Regions from separate parts of the Drosophila melanogaster genome. Here region 2 is linked to region 1. The links are chromatin contacts, called in public Hi-C maps. All regions are on one chromosome and are shown on one strand. The core of a region is the stretch at or near the end of the contact, and the rest is flanking DNA. Distances in the headings are between cores, read along the strand shown. Region 1 holds the start of Cnb (Centrobin). Region 2 holds the start of CG18808.

What was found. Hi-C and Micro-C count contacts between places; a contact is called where the count stands out from the background.
Region 2: a Hi-C map of the Kc167 cell line shows a contact between it and region 1, with 3 times the contacts expected there. A contact is called at or near these places in 29 of 107 Hi-C or Micro-C datasets (the D17-c3 cell line, the Kc167 cell line, the ML-DmBG3-c2 cell line and 9 more).

What each region holds. Positions count from the first base shown.
Region 1 is chr3L:1,944,974-1,949,328 of dm6, forward strand. Cnb (Centrobin) reads left to right here and starts at 2,592. Exons shown (of 5, transcript NM_139423.3): 1 at 2,592-2,812; 2 at 2,874-4,050; 3 at 4,109-4,270; 4 at 4,333-4,355. The coding sequence starts at 2,887. mu2 (mutator 2) reads right to left here and starts at 2,502. Exons shown (of 12, transcript NM_167927.3): 1 at 2,366-2,502; 2 at 2,107-2,307; 3 at 1,566-2,046; 4 at 675-1,511; 5 at 464-555; 6 at 291-408; 7 at 137-232; 8 at 1-79. The coding sequence starts at 2,476.
Region 2 is chr3L:4,805,633-4,809,893 of dm6, forward strand. CG18808 reads right to left here and starts at 1,774. Exons shown (of 1, transcript NM_144411.2): 1 at 421-1,774. The coding sequence starts at 1,696. The coding sequence ends at 539. It overlaps Dhc64C (Dynein heavy chain 64C), which reads right to left. Exons shown (of 15, transcript NM_001274503.1): 14 at 2,260-4,261; 15 at 1,736-2,200. The coding sequence ends at 2,035.

The DNA.
Region 1 (4,355 bases), core at 1,342-3,841:
GAGTCTGATTTGTCTTCCTTTGTTATCTCTTCTGGAATGGAATCGATGCCATGTTCCCGGATAACCGACTTGTTAAGGGCTACAAATTGATATATAAATAGGGATTTCTTTAATAAAAAATTATAAAATCGCTTACCTTCCGATTTTTTATCCACTAAATTGTTTAGCCGTTCTCTCGAGTTACTTCCCGGTCTCTCAGAACCCTCCGATCTTCGTCTGTCCTTACGGATTGCTGTAAATTAAATGGATTTTAGATTCTTCAAGTATAGCTTCATTTGCGAGTGACCTACGGGTTTCTGGAGGAGATTCCGATTTGGCCACCCGTTTGAGACGGCCAAAGCCAGTTCCATCAGTACGCCCACGACTCCTGTTACTCACGTTACTAAAAACGCCTTCAATCTGACAGATCTGGATGGAAATAACCAATAACGCAAACTATGCTTAGAGTTTAGGTTTAAGTTACCTTCTGATAGTGATTCTTATCCTTGATCACACACGGCTCAAAAAATGGTATCGACTCCTCATTGGGACTTACAGGCGACGTTGCCACAGTCCCTGAAATCATTTCATTGAGCACAGCATCTATCTCACCGCAAGTCGCTTCAAAGAATTTCGAATCTGGACAGATATTTATTTTCCAGATCCATAATAAGGAACATCTTTGGTATTCTTACCTGATGCAACTTTGACACTGTCGTCAAGTGGAATGTTCTCCTTGTCCTGTAAACTCACGGAATGCTGATTGACCACATGAAAAGGTTGCGTGGCTACGAAGTCCTGGCAACGAGAGCTATTGATCTTGGCGGGAAATGCTTGAGTGGCTATCAAATCTTGGTTGGAAATCTCATTATTTTCTGGTGAAGCCATGTTTGCTTGTGGGATTCCTAAGTTAAATGCCTGAGTTTCTATAAAATCTTGGTTGGAAGCATCATTAGCTGTAGAGGGTTTAGGTGAATCAACTTTTTGTGGCGGTGCCAAGTTAAATGCCTGTGTCGCTATGAGATCTTGATTGGCTTCATTTTCTTGTGGTGCCTGCGGACGTCCTAAGTTAAACGCCTGAGTAGCCACGAAGTCTTGGTTGTTTTGCCCATTGTCTTCCTCGTCACTTTCCAACAATTTATGTCGTGGAAATCGTTGAGTGGCTATCATATCTTGATTCTTTTCCTGACTATTCGTGTCAGGAGTGGCAGTGGGGGTCTCAATCGTCGCCACAACCAGCTGTTTAACTCCGCCAAACTGCGGTGTGGCGGTATTTGTATTGTCCGCAGGACGAACGAACGGATCTGGACTGCTGGAGCCATCGCGCCTCCTATCCCCCCCCATGATCAGGTCAAATAGATCGGGTGTGCAGATATTTCTATCTACGGACGGAGCGGTCAAATCGGGAGTAATGCAGGCATCGCCACGCGGCAATATATCATCCGCTTTGGTGCTACTCAGAGCACAGCATTTGGAATTGCTAGCCGACCAGTTCAAGGCACTCATTTCCATGTCGGTGGTGTCCAGTTGATCTAAGAAGAAAGCGCACATTATTGAAAGTTATCAGTTTCAATGGATGCACATACCCCGCTTAGTATCCTGATTTTCCAGACCTTCAATTGGTGCTGTTGGCGGCGGAAGAGGCAGCAGAACATCGCAGAGTACCTGTGAGGTATCGAAGTCATCGATGGCATCCTCATTATAATCCTGGGTGCACATGCGTATAATGCTGCCCTGAGATGATTCCTCATCGCTGTCTATCGTCGGACCTGGCTTATCAACTACGGGAATAACCGGGGGTTTAAACACTGGTGGTTCAGGTGGAAGATCCGCAAGCATATCCTGCGTTTCGGGTATCATGAAGTCATCGCCCAGCGACACTCTTTGTCCGGTCGAAGGCCTTTCGCATAACACCGCTTGGGTCTCGGGTATAAATAAGCTATCTGCCGTTGTGTTGACTGATGTGTTGGCGGATGGAGGCTGTGTTTCCGGAACATCCATGCTGTCCAAGGTTGTGTTGTTTAATCCGTTCTTCAGGCATTCCCCGAATCCGCTACTGTCGTGGACCTGAACGAAGGGTAAGCATTAAGTTATGCATCCTGTAAGAATGGTATTTGGTGCCCATACCTCATCGTGATCTTCTCCAAACTCTAGCCTGGCCTCCACATTGCCAAAGCGGAGTTTCACCTTGCCGGCCACGGCGTTCTCCATGCCGATGTCCACCACGGTCTCCTCCTGGTCGTTCACAAAGATCTTGCCCACCAGGGCAGCCAGGCGCACCACACCTCGGCGCAGTATGCAGGCTGTGGCGTGGGCCAGCTCCATTGACTGCCCATTGAGGATAGGAGTTATTAAAGGGGAAATGTTTAAGTAAGGGCCAATTTACCTCATCGGCGATGCTTATTTCCAGGCCCTTCTGCCTCCCAATGCGGTAAATGGTATCCGCTTTCAGAAGAATGGCCGGCAAACCGCCAAAAAACAGGCTTACATCTGCCATCCTGGCGGCAGTTCCTTCAAAACTGAAGGACGAAAAAAAAAAACAAGACAATAAATGGAAACAACAAACGCACTGAACGGTCACACTTGAAATGGGCGCCAAAAACAGGCGATATATACGGTAGTGTTAATTACAACAGATATGCCAAAAGGCAAAATAAGACTAACAACGTATATTATTTTTAAAATTATATAGTGCCTTGTGAAGACTAGAATATCGAGCTTTAGTTTTTGTTTTGACACACTGAATAGTGATATACCGATAGTCCATTGTTTTCGATAATCCTGCATTGCCACGTGCACCTGGCAACCCTGTGCATCACCATGGCAATCGGTGGTTAGTTTCACTTTTGTTTTGAAACAACAATTATTGTACTATAAGCATACTATTAATACAGTTAACCATGAGGCATGAGTGATACCGATACGGACGACACCGATCTGCTGCTCCTGATACCACCGAACTTCTGCGCGGAGGACAAAATGAGCGCATGCGCGGCGGCAGATGCGTTGGCCATGCCCCCGCCCCCTCCCCCGGCGACCACAAGTGCAGCGTACCAGTTCCTACATCCCAGCAAGAAATCGGAGCTGAATAGCATCAATTCCCGGCTGCAGAACATCGCACTGGATGCGGAGGAGCCTCCCTCGGACATTTCCACCATATCCACGAATACTGTAAGGAACGCTGGAAGGCCAAGTAGGGAGCTCCACGGCATGGTGCACTCCACGCCGAAGAGTGGGTCCGTTGAGCCCCTCCGCCATCGACCACTGGACGACAACATTCTGCTCGAAATCGACCACTACCTAGACGACAATAATGCGCACCGTTGGCAGAGGCACGATCACCACCTGCATCACCGCAGCGACGATCATCTGAGGAACGAGCGGGCGGGGAAAGAGGGTCATCCGGGAACCTCGTCTCTGCCCAGCATGAGGCTGGCCTCATCATCCTCCGGCGCCGTTTCTGTCGAAGCAGCCAGGGTCGATCGAAGCAGCCTGAATGAGAACAAGATCATAAGTCTGAGCGAGCTCTGGGGCAAGAGCAGCTTGACCAAAACTGTACTCGACAACAACTCGCCCAACCGACCACTGTGCAGCTCTTCCCTAAAAGAGGAACAACTCAGAAGGCAGCATCTGGAGAAAATGGTGCACACACTGCAGTCGCATCTTTTGGAGTACCAGCAGCGAATCTCAGTGGCCATCGAGGTGGATCGTTCGAAGGATGCTGCTCTCACCGAGGCAGAGCAAACAGTTCAAAGTCTCAACTACGAGGTTCAGCACCTGCGGGACGCTGTCCACCGGCTGGAAGCGGACAGGGGCGAATCCCAGAGCCGGTTTGATGCACTGCAGAACGAGTTGTCGCAGGCGGTCAACTTGGCCACCAGGTTTCAGGAAAAGAATGATAAACTCGAAAGGGAGTTGGACCATTGCAGGCAAGACGCCAAGCAATGGGAAGAAAGACTGGAGCAACTGGAAATGCAACTCAACAGCAGCAAAAGAGCGGAGGAGCTGTCACATGCCGAGCTGAATAAGCTAAGGGATAAGTTTGCCAAGGTAGACTACCAACAAGAAAAGGTAATTTAAAAATAAGATTTCAACCACGGCCACTTTAACCACATTTCTTATATATAAGCTAAAAGCGCGGATAGAGGAACTGGAGAAGGAAAATAACACGCTGACCAATCAAAAGGAAATGCTGCAAGAATATCATCAGAAGCAGAAAGCAAGAGCGGATTCCTTGGAGAGCCATCGTAAATCCCTACAAGAAACTCTGGCGAACCTAACTGAAACTGAGGTTATTTAAAAATAAATACAAAAAAAAAAAGAACTCAATAATAAATGATTGTTGTTTTGCAGACCAATCTCAAGAAGAAGCTAGA
Region 2 (4,261 bases), core at 524-3,023, 2.9 Mb after region 1:
ATAATCCATACATTTCCGTTTAAAACCCTGGTTAAGCAAAGTATATTGTGTGACGCTTAGTATTATTGTTTTGGGTTAAATAATTCTGAACAGATTCATGGGGTGCAGCAGAAATGTTACACAAAACAATCTAAAGCTAATGAAAAGTGTTCTCACTGTTAAAATTCGACCTTCATCCTTCGAACTCGCTTCTTGTACCATTGAACCTTCGAAATCACTAAATTAGATGGCACTAAGACCTAGATGGCACATTAACAGGGGGAAATTATAGAGAACTTTTCTAAAGTTTCTGCAGAACAAAGTTTTTTCCGAAACTGGAATACAAAGAGTAGTTTTTGAGCCGTGCTCGTAGATGGCGCCACATAATGGTTTGGGAATTTGCTTAGAATGTCTGTCAAAATTTTAGTTGCATCAAAAGTTGTCCTTATACCATTCCTGCATAGGAGTAGCTATTTATACTTCACTTAATAAGCTTAACATTTTTCTATTAACTATAATATTTTTTGTGAACTACATTTACAGTATTTATAGTATGAGACTAAAAGCTCTTCCTGGACTGACACCTATCAAAAGCCAGCTCGATGGGTTTTACGCACAGCCTTTCCGCCACTTCTTTGTACTTGGTCAAAAGACTATTCGGATAGGCTAAAGCCCGCAAATCTTCCACGTAGTTCATGTGCATCCTCTCCAGTTCGCCAGGTAGCCGGATGGGCTCTGAATCGTCCGCCGGCTGGCTATTCTGGATGCGACCACAAAAGTCATCGAAACGTTCCATAAAGTTGGGCAAGAAAAATTCTGGATCGAGAGCAATAAATACTTGACCCAAGTTCGATGGTTGGTTCTGGTCCATGGTTATATGAGTGGCATATTGGGCACCAGAGAGCACTCCACATAGAATATCTATCACGGCTGACAGGCAATAGCCTTTGTGACCACCAGCAGGAAATAGTAATGGTGTCCTTAAGGCCAAGCTGGGAAAACAGGTGGATAAGCCACCCTCGTTGGCCGCCCAGCCATGCGGTATATACTCATCGTTGGCCCAAGCCCATTCCACGGCTCCAATATCCTTCACGCTGGTCGCCATGTCTAGAACAAAATGGTACTCCTCACCCTTTACGCAGAAGGCAAAGCAGTTGGAGCCAATGCTGGCAGACTTTGAGTTGGGACCCATCATCGTTGGAGCCGAATTGGACATCACGATTCCGGCTAATCCCTTGCCGGCAGCGCGAAATGTAAACCAGCTGGCCATGCCAATGTCGTGAGATTGCTGGGCCACTACGAAACCGATGCCAGAGTCTTCAGCTTTCTTCACCGCCAAATCCATACAAAAGTTTCCCACAAACACACCCAAGGCGGAATTGCCATTTACATGGGCGGTGGACACCGTTTCACTGATTATTGAAGGCTCTGCGCCCACCTTGGCATGCCCGCTCTGCAGATCACTGAGATAGTAATCCAGGCGATTCAGCCCGCTTCCGTAGTTTCCTCGATAGTCCGCCACAACCAGGAACTCGCTGATGCAGCGCACCTTGGAGGGGGAAACTCCAACCCGTAGCAGGCAGTCCTGGATAAAGCGGCGGGCCTCATCCACCAGAACCAAGGACGTGTCGCCCCGCTGCTGCGTAGAGGCGGCATGCATGTGATAGCCACGAAGGCAGCTTCCCAGCCACAGTGCTGGCCGGAGGAGCGCCAACATTGTGTACAGCTGATTTTCATCCAATAGAACGGTGTAGCTGGGGTTGCTATGAGTATATATATTTAGTAAGCTTTATCGGAAATGGGGAACAGATTTAAAAATTACTTTCACAAAATCATGCTATCCACAGAAATTGAAATATTTTTAAAATAAACTCTACAAGTTTAAAGTATTTCATTTTAAATCTTGAAATTACATTTTGTAAAATTCTAATGTTTTTTGAATGAAAAGAGTACGAATATAGCTTTAGATTAAACTTTTAGATACCTTAGGTAAAGGCTTTGAAGGAATAATTTGGACTAAAATATGGGATATAATGGATATCTTGTGCTTAACACTTAGTTCAAGGCCGTGGAGGTCAAAACTGCCACGCCTCTTTCGTAGAAGCTATGCGATTCCTGCCCAGCCGCAACGGCCAAGTCAACAGTGAAGAGTAGTTCTGTACGCGTGGAGTTCAAGTAAACCGGCAATGTCAACTTGCTGATGCGTGGCTCCGAGGAAATCCTATTAAAAAGTAAAGCATTAGTAAAGAATTATGCAGTTAACTATAAGAGTGGACTTACTTTATCCACTTGAGAATGGTGACAGGTAGATCCATCATGATAGTGGAAGCCAGGAGCAATTCATTGTTCTTGCACTGGGCGCCCTGTAATTTGAGTCCAGTGACCCCGAAGCAACAATCCTTTTGATCGTTCTTTAGCCCAGCATCCGTAATTGTCACATCCAGGGCGAGCTCCTCTAGCGACCAACTATTCGCCTGGGCAACACACTGCCTGGTGGCCGTGATGTAGGCCTCCGGATTGAGCAAACCACCGAGCCAGACGGGGAAGCCCTGCAGCTCCTTGGCGCCAGCCTGCGAAACAAGTTGCGACACCTTCTGCAGTTGCTGGACACGGTTGCTGAAGTCCGTGATCCATTGGATCACTGTGCATCCTGCAGGAACTGTATACCGCTTCCAACCCTTCGGAATTATTCCGCGAACTAGCTCCGACAACATGGAACGATGGTGGTTGGTTTGTTTCTTCTCGCCCTGGCAAATTAGAACCACATCCTGCAGGTCCAGTATCACTGTTTGCAACAGACGCGAACCACTTGTCACCTCGCGCTCGAAGTATCGGTACAACGGATCCTTGATGTTCTCCACAGTACGCTTGAGCACTTGCAGATTCTTCGGGAGCAGTTCCAACCAGGCAGTAGCTGAGTTGTGAAGTGTCTTCATCCATGATGGACGTCCATCCTCGCCGCGACCCACTGCAGATTGCTCCGATTGATCCTCCACGCTGTAAGCCAACTCATCGTCGTCCTCCAGCTGCTGCATCTTGAGCAGCTTACTGACCAAATCAGTACCACGGGTGGTAAGCAACACCTTCTCCGCATTGTTCGGTAATCCAAGCCACGACGGAGTCTGGCGGTCAGTCAAGTTCTCAATCCATTTCAAGAAATGATCGCGACGGGTGCCATCGGGCATGGTAATGTGACGGAGTCCTCCGGAGGCGCCATCAACGTTAGCCACCAGGGCAAAGTCCGCCTCAAAGCTGCGTGCGGTGAAGAGCTTCTTCAAGAAGGAAGTCAAAAGGCGCTGATCGAAATCGTTATCGATCTTTCCTCCGTAAATGGACTGCGAGAGCAGGGTGACCAGGGCATCCCATGGAACCTTCTCTGGTGGCAGATTGGTGCGGCCCATGGCCGTGGTGTCGATCCAGGTGTCCAATGTGTCGCAAGCCACGCGCAGATCCGATTCGTTAAACTCGTACTTCTTGGCCCAGCCAAGAGGCACATATCGGAGTCGCTCCTGGACGATGGCGTGGAACCAGGCCAGCAGGAAGTAAAGCCGAGCTCTTTCACTTGGAGTCTTCATCATGCGTGCCGCCGGTACCGTAGAGAAGGTGCGCAGCAGATTAGCTCTGATGCCTGGTGGTGGCTCGAACACAAAGATGCGGCCAGCACGCAGTAGGTTAACCGGCACCTTTGGATTAATCTCCATCGTGAGGAACAGCCGGAAGCCGGAATGAGGCTGCAGGGAGTGCATCTTCTTCTCCAGCTGCACAAGCCATTGGGGAGCTAAGTGGACGTTCTTCAAGAGCACCCAGCGACCAGTCTTGCAGGCCATGTTAATAGCTCGCTCAGCTTGATTGAATCCTTCGGCTGAACCGATAGCAATGCTGGAAATTTGTTTATTTTGCTCCGCTGCCAAGTCATCCACTCGCCCGGATGCATCGAAACCGGGCACCGAGCACAGCAGCGCAGGAGTGTTGCAGTTCAACTGCTTGTCCACCACAGAAGTGAAGTCCAATTCCTGCTCGGCGTTGGGCATAAAGTCTTCTCCGAGCACAGTGTTGACCACATTGTGAGCGGCGGCGATAACGCGATCCGGTCGGAAGGCCTGGATAAGCAGCAGCTGGTGAACGGAGCTGGCAATAGGACTGAGAGCCTTGGATTCGTCCCACAGCTGGGGTACAACCTGTTCAGGCGAGCTCTGCTGCAACCAGGCACCCAGTTCGGGAATGGATCGTACCTTCTCGAGAAGCTTTCGGAAGATGGGAAGACGAAGGGCCAGCCGGTTGA